Regions from separate parts of the Callithrix jacchus genome. Here region 1 is linked to region 2. The links are chromatin contacts, called in public Hi-C maps. All regions are on one chromosome and are shown on one strand. The core of a region is the stretch at or near the end of the contact, and the rest is flanking DNA. Distances in the headings are between cores, read along the strand shown.

Region 1 (5,759 bases), core at 301-2,800, 250 kb before region 2:
GGGGGCTACCAGAGGTCTTCCCGGACCTCTTTCGTAACGTCCACTGAGGTAGCAACCACTTGCTGCCTTGCTCTCAGGCAAGCCAAACTGGGGATAGTCTCCAGCTGGGGATGGTCTGCCAGTAACACCTGGTATTATTGGCACAGTGATCTTGAAAAGCACCCTCCACTGCCTCTTGTCTCTCCCAAGGTGGAATCCCACTTGTTCTTTGCATGTCTTCGTAATACATTCATTGCACCTCTCACTCAGCAAGTATGTATCGGAGACTGACCTCAGGCCATGTACTGTTTTGTACCCAAAAGAGAGGCAGGATGCTACAGTGCTATTATAAAAGTTAACTCCAGGCCAGGTGCAGTGGCTCACACCTGTAATCCCAGCACTTTAAGAGGCTGAGGCAGGTGGATCCCTTGAGATCAGGAGTTCAAGACCAGCCTGGCCAAACAGCGAAACTCCATCTGTACTAAGAATACAAAAATTAGCCGGGTGTGGTGGTGCATGTCTGTAATCCCAGCTGCTCTGGAGGCTGAGGCAAGAGAATCGCTTGAACCCAGGGGGCAGAGGTTGTGGTGAGCCGAGAGGACGCCACTGCACACTGCACTCCAGCCTGGGAAAGGGAGTGAGACTCATCTCAACAAAACAAAAACAAAGTTAACTTCAAAAGAATTAAAGTGGATATTCAAATTGTGCTGTAAGGAAGTCCTGCTGCTGCCCTGGCAGCTCCTGGGTAGGTTAGGAAGGCCTCCACTTTGCCCTTGCCACCCTTCTCTTTCTCCCAGGCTCTTCCGAAATGCCACCACTTACTGTCTGCAGCTCCTTGGCCCAACGCACCATTCAGGGATTGTTTCCCCACCTGCAAATTGCCCAGCCATAATGCCCAGCTTAAAGGGATGTCTCACACATTAGGCAAACTAACACGTGTGAATGCCCTGATTTTAATAACCAGTAGCGTCCTCCTTTCCTTCCTACTGCCTTCCAGCTCTTCTCTCCTTGCCACCTTGCAGTTCTTCCTCTCCCCTCTGCCGCTCTGTTTCCATAGGCCCCAGGCGCCATCTCCCAAGCATCCTCCTCTCTTTCTCACCCATCCTTTAGGCTCAGAAGCCCACATTATCCAGGTGGCCACTCTAGGTAGCGATGACCTAAGTGGGAAGGGGAGGAGGGAGGCTAGGGGCTCAGGGCTCCCAAAATGGCTATGAGGCCGGGGGGCTCCTGAACCCAATAATTTAATCTTGAGCTGCAGTGGGTTCGGGAAGTTGGGGAGAAAGTGGCTCGAAAGGAGACCGGCCCTCTGGGGTAGGGAGGATGGAGCCTCTTTCCAGTCCATCTTCCTGCCGGGGAAGCCGCCTCCTTGACCTTGAATAGGAGGCGGGGACGCCGAACGCCTAGGGGGCTGCGGAGAGAGGACCCGTCCCTGGGGGCAGGCCCGCCCACGCCTCCTCCGGGCCTCCTCCGCCTTGGTTCCCGCCCTCCCGCGCCGCTCGGTCTCCTCCCCTCACTGCAGCGCTCGCCGCGCGCGCCCATCGATCAGGCCCCCTCCCTCCGCCGCCTCGGCGCAGACTGCTAAGCTCAGCAAGTCTTGCGGCAAAGGCACTTCGAAGCCGAGTTGGGGCAGCGGCGGAGCGGGGACTCCGCGTCCCAGGGGAACGGGCGCACCTGCGAAGCTGTCGCCAGCGCCGCGTCCTTGCGGCCCGACGCCCCCTCACCTCGGGGACCCCTGGTCTCTATTGCCTCCTTCGGGTCGCCCTCCGGTAAGTCCACAGCCGTGCCGGTGGGGCACGGACCTCCCTCCAAAGTTTCTCCTCTCCTGCCGCTGCGTCGAGGGCAACGGGTGGTCCGGCTCCCGGGAGGTGAGTGACGCTGGGGAAGTTTGAGGCCGAGGGGCCGGTAGTCCGCACCGTCCTTTGGGGGAGTTTGAACGCGTCCAGATGGAAGGTTCGTCTGGGGGAGCCGGACCTGAAGGGCGGGGAGCTTCTCTGCGGGACTGGGACTGGGACTGGGACTGGGGGCGGGGGGACAGATTTCCTTCCGCCGTCTCCCCGCGAGTTGCTGCAGAGAGGGGCGGGCCACGCGTCCCCCGCAACCCCCGGCTGTGCACCCTCGCCCCTCTTTCCTGTCCCTGGGACCCCCCGGCCCGCCCCATTGGTCTCCAAGGAAGGTTCTTTTGCCCCAGTCTCAAACTGCGGGACCCCTGGCACCGCCGTCGTGGGAGGTTGGGGTGAGGGGTGGTCTGGGCGCTGGGAGCCGGAGACCCTGGGTCAGGGAGAGGTTGGGGACACGGATCGCGGGGCCATTTGGAGGCGACGGGCACGAGGAGCTGGGGCCCGGGCCCGAGAGGGGGATGGAGGCGCCCTCTCCTCTCTCCAAATCTCATGACTCAGCACGACCTAGGACGCCCCGTCCCTGCTTCAGCTCTGTCCCCAGGGCTGGGCTGGCAGCCTGGCGGGTGCTCACAGACCGACTCCCCTTTCTAGACTCTTCCATGTAGCTTTCCCATTTGGGGTTCCCCCTTTCCCTGCCTATGTTCCTTTCCCCATCTCTGAGGCACAGAGCTTTTAATTTTCAACTAAAAAGAGGAGCTTTATCGTTTCCCATCCCACTAAGCCAGGCCCCCTCCGCCTATCTCCTTTTCCCTTTTCATCTCCACATTCCACAGGTGCCTCCAGCACACCCCTAGCCCCCAGCTCGTGTGGGGTCTCTCCTGGCAGCGCACCGTCCTCCCCCACCCCCAGCTGAGGTGGTGGTGTAGGTGCTCTCCCCGCAGCAGCGGAAGGAAGGGAGTGCAAGGACAGAAGAGGCCTGGCCCAGGAGGGGCCGCCGCAGTGGGGAGGGAAGGGCAGACGCCCCGGTGAGCAGGTAGCCCAGGTTGGGTTGGGGTATGAGGAGAGGAAGTCCTTAGGATCTGGGGGCGTTGAGGAAGCCAGAAAGGCCAACTGGGGTCTGACCTGGAAAGCAGAAGAGTGCCCTTCTCTCTCTTCCCTACTGCTGCTGCCCTGAGAGGCCTCTCCCAGGTGGAGTAGATTGTCCTCCATCCAATCCAGCCAGCTCTCCATCAGCTGGCACTTCATTAGAGGGGTTGACAGTGAGAAGCAGGGAAGCCCTTAATCCTTTCAACCATCTCTCCCTACACAGGACCAAGTCCAGCTTTGGGGCTACTAGAAACATCTCTGTGACCAGCAGAGATGCTGAAAAAAAATAGCCATGCCCAATGACCCTAGGCAGGCCGAGGGGTAGGTGGGAGGGGGCATGGTGGCTCTGATGCAGTGGGACGTGCCTGGCGTCCTGGTCCTTTGGAACAAGAGCGGTGGCCTGGCAGGCACTGCAAGCTGCAGCATATGTCAGGGCCCTGGGGGTGAGTCAGCGTCAGGGGTCCAGCCAGACACACTGCGCCTAGGGAGTCCAGCTCCAACCCAGCTCCTCCCATGCCCCTGGGGAATGGCCAGTGCCCACTGAACCCTGACTCCTGGACTCCTTTCCCTCTGGGTGGCCGCCTCCACTCGGCTTGGCTGCCAGGCAGATCCCTGGCTTCACCCTCTAGGACTCCCCCCAGAGGGCTGGCTTTTTCTGGGGACTTCTCGGGCTTAATCCTTACCTTCTCCCCTTGTTTTGCCAAAGGAGGAGCTAGGGAGCTTCGGGAAAGCTGAGGAGAGGGAGGCAGAGGAAAGTGTCTAGGTTATAGTCTCACAGAGACCTGGCCCACTGTGCCCTGGAGGAAGAGAGACCAGACCACTCTGCCGTGAGTCAGTTTCATTCTGCAGTCCAGGAGCTTGTATCCAGGCAGCCTGGGTTTTCTTTTTGGGGAAGGGGTGATTATGCAAGAACATTTCTTTTGCAGCTTTGGGGTCTGACATCTGCAGAACAGGACCAGGGAAAGCAAGACGGGTTGGTGTTTGTAAACATTGACCTTTTGCCCAGAGAAGCTTGCAATTGGCTTCAAATTAGGACTGAAGCTGGTTTCACACTGGGCAAAGCATGTACCTTGCTGAAGACCTTGCAGGGCTGCGGAGACCCTTTCTGGAGCTGGATCTGGGCTGTCTTGCCCTCACACTGCAGCTAGAGCTCGTTCTATTCCTTCTTCCTCAGGCAGCTTCCAGGCAGGTGTGACAGGGCTGTCCCTGAAACTGCAGAGACCTGGCGGGGGTGGGTGAGTTTTGGAGGTGGCTGGAGAAGCCTCTTCCCTGCCCCCCCCAACCCCTGGGGACCAGGCCACCCCAGTGTTCCCCATCCCCTAGGCAAGCCTGACCTCTAGTCATTCATTCTTCCTCCATCTGAACTTTGTCCTATCTCAATGGGGTCTCCTTTTCCTTCCCAGTTTGGCCCGTGCAGCCCTCTCAGGGGAGAGTAGATAAAGGGGCACTGAGGACTCTGGAAGCAGGGGGATAGGGCAATGAAGACACAGTGGGAGGAGGCTAGGGTTCATTTGGCTGGAAGAATGGCCGTCATTCCCTTCCCTAGACAGAAACATCCTCATGGACGAATTAAGGCTGCAGATGAGTAGAAACACTACTTCACTTGGGATTCACTCTGTGAACTTTCCTGATCTAGGCAAGTTCGAGCTGGAGCCAGACATCACTGAAGGTGGTGGGGATACTCTTAGAGAACTGGAACGGCAAGCCAGAGGGAGCAGTAGGGGAATTTCCTCAGTGCAGTGGTTAAATACGAAGCACCAAAGAACAGGAGCCCATCGGACACATGCAATTCTAAATTCCCTAGGTGAATAATCCATCCATAGGCAACGAGTTGATTCTTCATCTTCCACTCGGTCAGAGAAGCTGGGATTCAGTTATGGGTTCTCCTGGGCTCCAGAAGCCTGTGATGAATAATATAGTTTCACTGGAGAAACATCAAGTCAGATTTTTTTCTACGAGGCAGCATGGTGACTAGCCAGATTGCCATGGTTCATCCTGGTTCTGCCACTTGCTCTGATTTTGGGCAAGTTCATCATACTCTGTTTCTCAGTCTTCCCATCTGTAAAATGGAGCTAAAATTCATATCTATGATGTAGGTTGTTCTTGGTGAGGATGAGATGTGTTAATTCCTGCAAAGGGTGTAGAACAGTGCCTGGTGCAGGAGGAGTGCCACCTGAGTGCTTTCCATTTTTACGTGGCCTGTGGCTCCTTTCCTTCCTACACATAGAATGCTGTCTTGGGTTTTCCAGCTGGAAGGAGCATTGTCCACCTTTCATATTCTTAAAACTCAAGGGAAGGAGCTGCCATCACTCCGTTGGTGGTCATTCCCGCATTTCATTCCTCTAACTTGAAGGCAGTTCTTCTTGATGCCTAATGAGTTGTTTCTTGCCAAAGCTTGATGTCAGGGAAGGATTTGTCCCAGCAATCCTTCATTTTCATCCCTGGAACTGACAGTTCAAGGAAGCAGCCAGAGTGATGGGTAAATTTGGACCCAGGCCTAGAGGGACCTGACAGTCACTGTGAGTCTGGAGGGCAGTGGAGCACCTAGTTGCCAGCCCCCTCCCCTAGAGAGGCTGGGTCCAAAATTAAACATCAAGAAGGAGGCCCAGGTCAGGTGCGGTGGCTCACGCCTGTAATCCCAGCACTGTGGGAGGCCGAGGTGGGAGGATCATTTGAGCTCAGGAATTCCAGACTAGCCTGGGCAACATGCAGAGACCCTGTCTCTATAAATAATGTAAAAATTAGCTGGGTATGGTGGCACACCAGGCTGAGCAGGAGGATCGCGTGAGCCCAGGAGGTTGAGGCTGCAGTGAGCTATGGTCACGCCACTTCACTCCAGCCTGGAAGACAGTAAGA
Region 2 (6,375 bases), core at 2,158-4,657:
ATATGAAGAGATTCCAACCACTGTCCTTATATTGCCAAGCTCGTGGTATACGAAGGTCCAATGAAGACTGACCCCTTGGACACATTTTCTTGAAGGTGTAGAAGAACAAGCATGGACCTCAAAGTCCAAAAGACCTGGTGTTGAATTCTGGCTTTTCATTACAAATTCTGTGACTGTGAACAGATTCCTTAATCTATCTGAGCCTTAATCCATTCTCTTATGTGTATTAACAATATTACTTAACTGACCAAGTTACAAAGATTAAATGCATCTAGCAGGGTACTTAGCATATAGTAAGTTTTCAAAAACATTAATTCTCTTATAGCATTTAAACCTTTCATATGCTTAAAAGCCAACTCAATCTCCTCTGGCTCCATTTGAAGCTCTTTTTGATCACTCCATCCTACACCATTCATCTTCTCTGAACTCTTAATATACCTACCTAAACACAATTTTGCTCTCAAGGATATATTATTCCTTAATATACACTCATGCTTACTATGTGTACATTTGATGTCTTGTATCATGTGTGCACCTAGGGCATGTACCTTTTTTATGATATTCATAGTTCTTAACACAATATTGAGCACATAACTAAGACAGTCACTGATGACTTAGAATGCTATTATTTTATAATCTAATATTCCCTATAGTTCTCCTAACTCTACCAATTAGCTGATTAAGAAACTTAACAAGAGGCCAGGCATGGTGGCTCACACCTGTAATCCAAGCACTTTGGAGGCCAAGGCAGGCAGATGTCCTTAAGTCAGGATTTCAAGACCAGCCTGACCAACATGGTGAAACCCCATCTTTGAAATAAGACATAAAAATTTATATATATTTTTAGAAACTGAACAAGAGAAGCTAAATGGCTTGCCTGAGAAGGCATAAATTGTGGGCTTAGCTGAAGAGTAAACTAGGTATCCTGTCTTGCAACCCAGGGAACTTTATAGCTTGTACCTGCTGCTCTTGTGTGAAGGAGTGCCAGAGCAGAAGCACACAAAGGGACTTCAGATGCCAAAAAATATCTGCATTCTTTATATTAAAACATTTAAATGGAATGGGATAGATTGGCTCATCTGAAAACTGATCCAAACACAAAACAGGGTCTTTGGTAGCTTTACACTCAAGTAGATCAACAGACATTCTTCTGCTGCCCTCTTATGGGCATAGAAGATCACTACACATGAGCTTATTTTCATTTGAGAAATAATTTTATTCAGTGAACATTTATCCATCATCTTCTATTAGGCTCTGTGGTGTGAAGAAAACCCAATTTAAAAGCACCCTCAAAAAGCTCCCAATGTAGTAATGAAAAACAACAACATACCATTTAATTAATTAGTAAACAGATCCTAAAACAGTGTTACACACACACAAAAAAAAGCAATGAAGACAGAATACTAGTTTTAGGCTGGGGCTCAGGTGTAGCAGGGTAGTCCCACAGTAGATTTTAATTTGAAGGAGTTCTTATGGTAGGAATACAATTTTGTTAGGCAGAGAAGGTGAGAAGAAGCTACACCAGAAAGAAGGTCACGCGTGGACAAGGGAAGAGGGTCATGAAAGTAAAACGTACAGGAAATAGGCCTGATCTTTCTACCTGAGTAAAGTGACGCAATTTCCAGGAAGAAGAGTTGAGAGAAAGGGATAAGAAAACTAGAGAAAAAGATAGTCCTGGGTAGGCTGAATTCAGAGTTTGGTGAGTATTCTCTCTGCAGGGCTGAAATAAACTAATCATCAGCAGGATTTTCTATATTGCCTGACTCAGTATATGTTTGAATTCTGTCCAGAAATTGGTCCTCTGAACAAGATCAATTAGAAAACTTCTCACATACATGGAAAAACATCAACTTCCATTAATATTCAATCTGATTGTACAGTGTGTAGTAAACAACTTTTACTCATACCTGATGGAACTAGTCTCTTCATTTTTTAATTTCAAAGGCCAACTCAAGTTGTAATCTGTCCCTTCACCTATGTAAACCAGCTTCTTTCTGTAATTGCCCTAAATATCCAATAATGCTTTTTTTCTGTTTTACTTATTAAAAGATGTATTACGTAATATTTAAGGCAAACAAAAAAGATATAAAGAATAATAGAACCATCACCTGTGTCTTACCATCTAACTTAAGAATAATAGTGCCAATTCCAGTTTCTTAAAAAGAGAAGCATATGCCAGGCGCAGTGGCTCACGCCTGTAATCCCAGCACTCTGGGAGGCTGAGGTGGGCAGATCACCAGGTCAGGAGTTTGAGACCAGCCTGACCAACATAGTGAAACCCCATTTCTACTAAAAATAGAAAAATTAGCCAGGCATGGTGGTAGGCACATATAATCCCAGCTACTCAGGAGGCTGAGGCAGGAGAATTGCTTGAACCCTGGAGGCAGAGGTTGCAGTGAGCTGAAATCATGCCACTGCATTCCAGCCTGGGGAACAGAGCAAGACTCTGCCTCAAAAAAAAAAAAAAAAAAGACAAGCATGTTTCTACTTCTTGAAACTCTTAATTGTCCTCTGCTACCCTAATATTCTGGTACCCTGATCTTTATTAGTCAGTGCACATGTTTAAATTCACTAGGAATATGAAGAAATGATATTTCTAGAGAAGTTCCAAACTGGTTATATCTTATTCTTACCACTTGCCTTCTCCCCCTTTTCAAACCATACCACGAAATCAATGTATGCAACCAAGCCAGTTTCCCAAAGAAGCATGCAACTAGGACATTAAAGCTATCAAAGGAAGAAATTTTACCTGCTGCTTCTGACATTCCATGCCCAGCACTTGATGTCTCAACTGGCACACACTCTGTGTTAGCCTCCAAACACAGAGAATGCTAGTCAACTACAGCAGAGGCTTGTCTCAATACCCCAGAACACCCAGATCAACTTCCTGTGCCTCTGATTTCCATAAAACCAGGAATAGCAAGGAACTCTACTGCCAGATCAAATCGTTCCAGGTGAGAGGTCAAGCGACCTCAAACACACCCTGCCACACACCTGTGCAGCAACTTTCCCAGAAGCCCAATTTTCAACAAACGGGTGGCCACTCCTCTGGCTGTCCTTCCCTAGTAAACACCAGAGCCCATTTTATGAGATTGTACCAGCAACTGTCTTTTCCTAACATTGGAAAACTGCTAAAAGAGAAGGGAAGGTTGAATGAGGGCTCAAAATTCTGGTCCCTCCTACATGTCACCAGTATTCACAGCTCTGAAAAAAGAACCACTTTATCAGAAGATTAACCGCAAAAACATGGCTGATAAGGGCTTTGAGTAGCAGGTGTTAGGTGACTGTGTCTTCACTCTAAATGGCTGGGAATTGGGATAGAACTACCAGAGGTTCTGCTACAGAAGGAAATCCATTCTTGTCCTTTCTTCTAAATGCACGTGTCCTGAGGGGGAGGGGGAAACACTTTAAGCTACTCCTGAACTGTTAAGAGGTGGGCTGAGAAACTGCATGACGAATGCCCTTGTCTCTGGAAAATGAAGTGAGATGGTGTTGGCAACAGCCATGTTTAGCAACAGAAATAGGGAAAAAAGAAAACAGACTCTTATTCAAGGTTCTAAATCTCATTGCTTTAACTCTTAGTAGACACTATTCAGGCCTTCCTTTCCAGAACTGTTTGGTGGAGCTAAATAGTACTGTTATTTTTAAACACCTTTACTGAGACATAATTCATATACCCATTAGGTGTATCATTTAAAGATTTTTAGTATATTCAGAGTTATGCAATCATCACTATAACCGATTTTAAAACATTCTCAACATAGTATCAAAAGTATCCACTACTGCATAGTATGGAGTATACTTTTTTGGGAGACAACAGAAATTGACTTCACTAACTTAGCCAGGAAAGGAATCTGTGGGAGGGAATTACTAGTATTTTTAACATAAAGAATATCATTGGGATAGGAGGCCCAGGCTCTAACTCTCCTGCAAGGGTCAACTGCTACCATTATCACATTTAGCTCACTAGTTGTTGCCTCAAATAAATGTTCAAGTGCTTAGATTCCTGGACACCACTTGGTGAGGGGAGAAAAGGCATAAGAAGGTACCTGTGTATGGCTGCCACTTACTGTGTCACCACAGTGGAGATTTTCCCTTAGAGTTGCAGAAAATAATGTATGGCATTGTAAATAATTGGCAAAGAGATCAGAGGTGGTACAAGCGAGCTTACATTTAAAAATTAAGTCTCCTAAACTTGAGATATGGAATCCCTATATAGCATATAGGTTTTAAAAATTAAATAAATAAAACAACCTAAAATCTAAAATGTTATTAATATTTAGCATTTTATGGTAGATCTTATTTCCAAATGTGTATTAGCTCTGAAGACACATGGATCTTAATGAAAGTCATAAAAGTATTTCACTGGTAATGACATAAATAATTGTCACATATATCTCTAAGTTGTTTTGTAGTTTGCAAAGTACTTTCACATAGTCTGTCTCATTTGATCCTCATAATAGCTCCATTAGATGGGTTTGGGAAAATCAAGTTACTCATAAATTTTTTTTTTTTTGAGATGGAGTCTTACTCTGTCGCCAGGTTGGAGTGCAGTGGCGCAATCTCGGCTCACTGCAACCTCCGCCTGGGTTCAAGTGATTCTTCCGCCTCAGCCTCCCGAGTAGCTGGGACCACAGGCGTGTGCTACCACGCCTGGCTAATTTTTGTATTTTTAGTAGAGACGGGGTTTCACCATGGCCAGGATGGTCTCGATCTCTTGACCTTGTGATCCGCCCGCCTCGGCCTCCCAAAGCGCTGGGATTACAGGCATGAGCCACCACGCCCGGCCACTCATAAGTTATTTTAAATCCTCATATATATACAAACAAGGTAAGCATTATCTCTTTTTTACATCTGAGGAAAGAGTCAGAAAGGAAACTCACACACACAAAAATCACACAAATAAGAGGCTGAACTGGATTCTATTTTTTTTTTTTTAAGAGCTGGGGGTCTTACTATATTACCCAGGCTGGTCTTGAGTTCCTGGCATCAAGTGATCCTCCTGCCTCAGCCTCCTCAGTAGCTGGAATTACAGGTGTCAGCCACCAGGCCCCATTTGAACTGAAACTCAGAAATCAATCCTGTGCATTTCCCACTAAGTCCAGCCATTCACAGTTATCTAGGGGTAGCCTCGTCTCTTAGGGAGCAACATATCATAATTATTGTTTCAAAGAGACATATTCTGAAAAAAAAATTACATAGAGGTGCCATGACACTGGAAACTGTTTGTAAGGTATATTCAGTCTGGTGAAGCCTCTTGTCATTCTGCTACCTAAGGATTAGAGCCAAAGCACTAAAAGGATTTCCTTTTTTCTTTCTATACCAGAATTTTTGAGAGTCCCACAGCATAATCCTAATTATATAAGCAATCCAGAGACCTCCAGAATGGTAATATAGTAGAAAATGTACCCACTGCTACACATGTTTCACTTTCTTCCTGTTCAATATTCATACTCAGGAAAAGAGCTTATTTATATCAGTAGAGAAAAAACTTGCTAGAGGCAGCATGGCTGCAGACTTTTAGGTAACTAATCATTTAGAACAAAAATGGAGAAAGATTGGAGTCATCTGTGGAACCTCTTTTCTAGAGTACCTTTTTGAATTGACAACTGTCCGTCTTTAGCTTGGACACAGAGGAACAAATCAAATTACTTTTAAAAACCATAACTCAGAGTTTAAATTCTTGATTTAAATTTTGAACATTCCAAAGATGATGCCAAGTTAATCTGCTGACAGCTTCACACTAGTAGGTATAACTACCTACCTTATAAAGACCTAGGGCCGGGCGCAGTGGCTCAAGCCTATAATCCCAGCACTTTGGGAGGCCGAGGCGGGCGGATCACGAGGTCAAGAGATCAAGACCATCCTGGTCAACAAGGTGAAGCCCCGTCTCTACTAAAAATACAAAAATTAGCTGGGCATGGTGGCGCATGCCTGTAGTTCCAACTACTTGGGAGGCTGAGGCAGGAGAATTGCTTGAACCCAGGAGGTGGAGGTTGTGGTGAGCCGAGATTGCGCCATTGCACTCCAGCCTGGGTAACAAGAGCGAAACTCCGTCTAGGGACTGAAGAAGGCCAGTAAGTATGGTATATATGACCCAGCCAGTACTCACTGTATGTGACCAAGCGAAGCAGAATCATATATAATGTGAGCTATTTGGGAGAGACAATTTTAGCTTATTGTGGAGAAAAATTATTTTTTACCATTCTACAAAGAAAAGAGCACCCATAAAAAAGACATAAAATTCAGGGTTGGGTGAAAGAGAAAAAGATAAACGAGTAACAAGAGAATCAAAGGCAGACACTATCAGACTCTAATATTAGCAATGGGAATTGTTTACATTTTGTTGCTAAGGAAAACTTGGGGCTTTGGAAA

The links. A called contact is a pair of places that touch in the nucleus more often than the background predicts.
Region 1: a Hi-C map of induced pluripotent stem cells shows a contact between it and region 2, with 2.5 times the contacts expected there. The contact joins the promoter of SYT2 here to the enhancer-like site in region 2. A contact is called at or near these places in 3 of 3 Hi-C or Micro-C datasets (induced pluripotent stem cells and skeletal muscle).

The regions. Positions count from the first base shown.
Region 1 is chr19:29,739,568-29,745,326 of calJac240_pri, reverse strand. It overlaps SYT2 (synaptotagmin 2), which reads left to right and starts at 1,550. Exons shown (of 9, transcript XM_035281046.3): 1 at 1,550-1,745. LOC118149512 (a long non-coding RNA gene) reads right to left here and starts at 3,226. Exons shown (of 3, transcript XR_004737037.3): 1 at 2,940-3,226.
Region 2 is chr19:29,486,218-29,492,592 of calJac240_pri, reverse strand. The region is part of intron 13 of PPP1R12B (protein phosphatase 1 regulatory subunit 12B); the gene reads right to left. Among named protein-coding and RNA genes, the nearest start is that of PPP1R12B, 110 kb to the right of the region's middle. Within about 2 kb of position 3,407, at least 4 of the 16 cell types and tissues checked have an H3K27ac peak or open chromatin away from gene starts, as enhancers often do. A contact at or near this core is called in skeletal muscle, where this site is marked.